2 separate regions of the Mus musculus genome follow, and region 1 is linked to region 2. A link is a contact called in public HiChIP or PLAC-seq data. All regions are on one chromosome and are shown on one strand. The core of a region is the stretch at or near the end of the contact, and the rest is flanking DNA. Distances in the headings are between cores, read along the strand shown. Region 1 holds the start of Pigl (phosphatidylinositol glycan anchor biosynthesis, class L). Region 2 holds the start of Nlrp3 (NLR family, pyrin domain containing 3).

Region 1 (2,700 bases), core at 156-2,655, 2.9 Mb before region 2:
ACACCTTTAATCTCAGCACTCAGGAGGCAGAGGCAGGCGGATTTCTGTGTTCGAGGCCAGCCTGGTCTACAAAGCCAGTTCCAGGACAGCCAGGGCTATACACAGAGAGAAACCCTGTCTCGAAAAACCAAACCAAACCAAACCAAACCAAACCAAACCAACCAAACACCCGAAGAAGCTGGGCAGTGGTGGCGCATGCCTTTAATCCCAGCACTTGTGAGGCAGAGGCAGGGAGATTTCTGAGTTCTCGGCCAGCCTGGTCTACAGAGTGAGTTCTAGGACAGCCAGGGCTATACAGAGAAACCCTGTTTAGAAAAACAAAAAAACAAAACAACAACAACAAAAACACCCCTGGCCCCCCAAAAGAGAACAACACAACAACCACATGGGAAAAAAGGTCCTGAGCAATTTTGAAAATCAGCTTTATTGAGGTATACTTTGCTATAAAATTCACCCACTGTATGTATACACTTCACATTGTCCAGTCATCACCATATTTAGGGTATCCTGGTTTTCTCGTTTGTTTTTGTCTGTATCATTATTCAAGTCTCATTTTTGAAGAATTCTTTTAATAATAGCTGGGTACAGATGAACTCTAAAATTATCTATAAATGTATTTCTATTTGTCTGAAGTTAAACAAAAAATCTCCCAATTTGACACATGAATCTTTGTAGCAGAAAATGGGTTTCAAAGCAGCAGGAAGGTCTTTTGCTATTATTAGGAAAGAAAGTTGGTGGGCTGAGCAGACACCATACAGCTCAAATTGTCTGGTGCATGATTTTATTTGATCCTTTTGCAAATAGACGGTTCCTCAGGATAACAGGTCAGGCACAGCGGCTCACGCCTGGGATGCTAGATTACAGTGAGACTGTCTTTATAAAAAACCCAAAACATCCAGTACAGTCGCAGTTCCCAAAGGAACATGAAGGTACTGAACGGAACCAATGATGAACAACCACTTTTCTGCTCCTCGATTTGGCTAGGATGGAATTCGCTCGGGGTTCCCTAACCTATCTGGGAAGTCGGCTGTTTCTGTCCCCAGACTGACCAGCACAGAGAAAGTAGCTACCTACGACAGAAAACCTTTCCGGAAGAAGTTAACTAAGATCGGTTAGTTCCCTAACCCAGCGACCCTCCTACAGTCTCCTACCTGAGGAGAAGCAGAGCAGGGACACCTGCTGCTCCAGGCGTGCCAAGCCTAGCATGGTGGGAGCAAAGAACATGGCTTCATCGTCCGGGTGCGCGATCACTACAAGGGCCCGGCTTCCGGCTCCCGGCAGGCCCGCCTGCTCCGGAGACCTCATTCGTTCCGCTGAGTTCCAAACCCGGAGGAAGCCCCAAGTCAGGACAGCCACGGCCACACACAAGAAACCCACCAATTCCATGCCGGGTAAGTGGCACTGCGCCTGCGCAGGAAGGCAGGCTGCGGGTGGACTCGGGTTCCCTGCGGGAAAACGGAACCGGCTGAAACTGCGTTCCGTGGGTCAGAGTGCGGCGGCGGCTGGAGACCAAGATTCGTGGTCTAGCGTGGAAACTTCCACCCATACTGCCCCGTCTCCTCGGTGGCGGAATCCTCTATCTGCTCCAGTTTCAGAGCTCAGCCGCACTTTGCGGTCTTAAGTGTCTTTCTTACCGTTCAGTGTGCTTAAAAGGAAGGAAGCATTTTTAGAGTTATTTTGAGATCGCGTCTCTCTCTGCGTGTTCCCCTAAACTCACTATATGCAGACCATGCGAGTTTGCAATGATTCCCATTCCTTTGCCTCCTGAGCTGGGATTTCAGGCGTGTCAGCACGCCGGCCAAAAGGGAAGCATTCTAAAACAAACGTCAGCATTCTCCTTTCAACTCGTTTTATGACTTCAAACTTTGTATAAAACAGCCCGTTATCCGGAATAAAAGTTTTTCCGAAGCGGGTCACCGTTTGTTCTTTCTCAGATGGCGGCTTTGCAAGAGGAAAAAGTAAGCGGCTAAGAGGAAATGTCATTTCACTCGAAGGGTGAGGTCGGCAGGCCCCTTAAGTTTTCTTAAGAGGCAGAGATTAAGGAGCCACGCCGTGGAGGAGGCCTCGCCCGCCATGCCGAGGAACACTCGGTGTGAAATTAACGTGCGTCCCAGCCACGTGGGCTGAGGTTTCTCTTTGGCGGCGAGGGGACGGGGTAGCCGCTTTGGCGGCGCGCAGGGGTCGCAAGGCTAACCTCGCGCCGGGCTCCCGGTCCTTTCCCACGCCTGAGGGGAAGGCCCCGGGCGCGCGGGAGTGGCAGGCTCGCGGGGACGCTCCAGGCCGAGGACGCGATGGCTGCCACGGCGGCGGCGGGTCGGGCCGGAGGCAGCGCTGCCGGGGCGGGCATGAGTGCGAGGGACAACTTGAAAAGAACCGGCGCGGCGTCCGCGACCCAGGAAGCGAGGCCGAGGTAAGAGCCGCACTCCGTTCTCCCGGGGAGGGAGTCGTCTCCCCAACCCTCCGGAAGGAGGAGGAGCCCAAGTCTGAGCCGCCTCAGCGCGGCCGCCCGGCCTGAGGGGGAGGGAGTGGGGTTGAGGCAAGATGGCGGCTAAGGTGGCGAAGCTGCGGCGGCGGCGGCTGGAGTGAGCGCCCAGCTCGCCGCGCTGCCGAGCGAGGGCCGGGCGGAGGGCCGCGCGCCGGGGCCGCGCCCCGGTCGTCCGGCCGTGGGGCGCGCCGGCTCTCACTCCGCCAGCTCCCGGT
Region 2 (2,700 bases), core at 191-2,690:
GACGAGCATCTGCTATGAGCTGGTTGGGGAACCAGAGGAGGACCTCAGCACTGAGCCAACTCACGAGGTTGGAACCAGCCACAACAGTCACCTGCGAGTGAGTGAAGACTGAGACCGGAGTTTTTACAGAATTAAGAAAACCACACTGCTCCCCTCCCTCTGACCCTCACCCTCCCGTACCCCTGCAGGAGAGAAGGAAAACCCATGGTCAGAGAAAAGAGGATTCTGTGTTTGGAGCCAGCCTGGGATACTTGAGACTCGAACTCAAAACCAGAGAACTGAAGATGTTGAATAGACATAGTTATCCATAGCAAATGGATATGCACAGATGAGACAAGCACAATGTAATAGACACACATGAATATTCAACATTAACCTTTTTTAAGAAGGAAATTCTGATGTACCTGAACACATTATGCTAAGTGAAGTAAGCCAGCCAAAAGAAACAAGCCCTCCATGAATCTACCTGCACGAGGAATCCATAGAGGTAAAGTTCACAGGGACAGAAAACAGCGGTGGTTGCTAGGAGATGGGGTTAGGTAATGGGGACTTATCATCTAGTGTGTTGGGAGCTTCAGTTGTGCAAGATGAGAAGTTGGTTGCACAACCATATGTTTTCTTGTTGCTAAGCCATATATGTAAAATTACTAAAATTCCACCTTTTATGTCACGTGTACCTTACTGTAAGAAACAAACAAACAAACAAACAAAACCAAAAACCCTTCTGTTTACTCACTCCACTCTGGCTGGTCCTTCTTAGCTTTTTCCCAGAGGTCTCGCCTGTTGATCGCAGCAAAGATCCACACAGCCATGGCCCAGGCCTTCTCCTCGCCATTGAAGTCAATCATGAGTGTGGCTAGATCCAAGTGATCTGCCTTCTCCATCTGGCCCCTGGGGACTGGGATACAGCCTTTCTCGGGCGGGTAATCTTCCAAATGCATTTTGAATTTCTTGAGGTCCACATCTTCAAGGTCCTCTAGATACTGAGCCAGCTTGCAACGGACACTCGTCATCTTCAGCAGCAGCCCTTTCGAGGGTCTCGGGGCTTAGGTCCACACTGGCAGTGCAGGAATGAAAACCCCATGGGAGTAAAGAAGAATGGTATTAAAAGTCTCCACTTCCAGAAAACGAAGTTATCAGAAACACAGGAAACTAGATGCTAATATTGAAACCTCTAAGGGTACCCCATAGATTGGTACAGGTTTTTAATGAATCACCATCTCTGACTTAGTAAGAACTGAGTAAGCCAAATGTTTACCAGAAAGTTCTCTTAGCTTGATCCAGACGTATGTCCTGAGCCATGGAAGAAAAGTTCCTCTGTAGAGATAAAAATAAGAAAGCCATTAACACAATCAGATGTGGTATACAGAGAACACGCATATACAAAGTCACCAGGACTCGTGTCTGACCAGAACCCATGGTGACGAGGCTAGGACCTGGGCACAGCCTTCACTGTTTCTCAACCTCAGCTTCCTCCTTCAGACACTGAGAAAGCAGAAGAGATTGCTTCCCGATTTCTTTTAATGGAAAGCCCTGGTTTCTTGCTTTTATTTTCAAAGGAAGGAGGAAGCCAGGAGAAAATAAGCTATAATAACCCCAGAGCACCAAGGTGAGGACTCACAGCCCAGACGGGCTGACAGCTAACCCTTCAGTGTTCCTCTATTTCCCACTGACAGACAGAACCCGATCAGGTGGAATTGTGTGCATATAAAGAGGAAGACTACATGCGTACATCGCTTTAACGGCTCTTTAACATCTCACATCTATAACGAGCATCGTGATTCACATTTAGTCAGAACTCTGGGCCTAGATGCTGCCCTGATTCTTTTTACTCTTCTCATCTAGTTTCTCCACTGAGGTGTGTAGGTTCCTTCTGCTGAGTGGTAGAGACACTAAGTGGCTTTCTCAGACTGAAGCCATAGATGGTAGAGGAAAGTGCCTGAAAGGTGGTGATGGCCTCCGAATTGATATTCATGTGACAGCAAGATGACATTGAAGGTGCCCCAAGCTCGATGTACCTGTCTCGTGTCCACTCTTGCATCTCCTCTCCCTGTCTCCTGCCGCACCTCACATCTTTCTGTCATCTCTAGTGTTCTTGCTGACTGCTGCCCCAGCTCCACAGATCCTCCTAGACTTTTGACCCCTCAGTTCCTAGTCTTTCCCAGGAGTTCTCAGCCCTCTGCCCCCTGCTGCTAAGACCTGCCACAACAGATTTGCTCTTTACATTAGCTGCCCCCTGGGCTTCCAGCACATTCCCCCCCTCACAGGCAGTCCACCCTCTGCCACCCTGAGTAGATGCTGTTTAAGTCCTAGGGAGCTATAATTGCTTCTTCTGTGAGCGCTCACGCGCACACACACCTCCCTAACATGCATGAACCACGTAACAGCAAACAGAACATCCCAGAAATACCTTAATGTTAGATGAGTCTAAAAGAAATTCCTTGTCTATTGACTAAGATAAATCATGCCATTAAAAATACCCTGGACCTTTTATCCACTCTGCTCCATGACATTGTACTCACCCAGATAGCAGCCTTGGGTACAAATAAAGGGGAAATGAGATAAATATATAGGGGTCACTGTGACACTGGAGACAGGAAGGATGTGGCTTCAAGACGTGAACAAGCTTGCATCACTGTCAAAGACGGATTGGCAGTTACTCATCTGGATGGATTTTCCAAACCCAAGCAATAGAGTTCT

What was found. HiChIP or PLAC-seq counts read pairs in DNA pulled down with a chosen protein or histone mark.
Region 1: an H3K27ac HiChIP or PLAC-seq map of bone marrow-derived dendritic cells shows a contact between it and region 2, with 10 times the contacts expected there. The contact joins the promoter of Pigl here to the promoter of Nlrp3 in region 2.

What each region holds. Positions count from the first base shown.
Region 1 is chr11:62,457,146-62,459,845 of GRCm38.p6, reverse strand. It overlaps Pigl (phosphatidylinositol glycan anchor biosynthesis, class L), which reads right to left and starts at 1,405. Exons shown (of 7, transcript NM_001039536.4): 1 at 1,152-1,405. The coding sequence starts at 1,386. It also overlaps a transcript of Ncor1 not described here.
Region 2 is chr11:59,541,426-59,544,125 of GRCm38.p6, reverse strand. It overlaps Nlrp3 (NLR family, pyrin domain containing 3), which reads right to left and starts at 1,440. Exons shown (of 10, transcript NM_145827.4): 1 at 1,259-1,440; 2 at 737-1,057. The coding sequence starts at 1,013.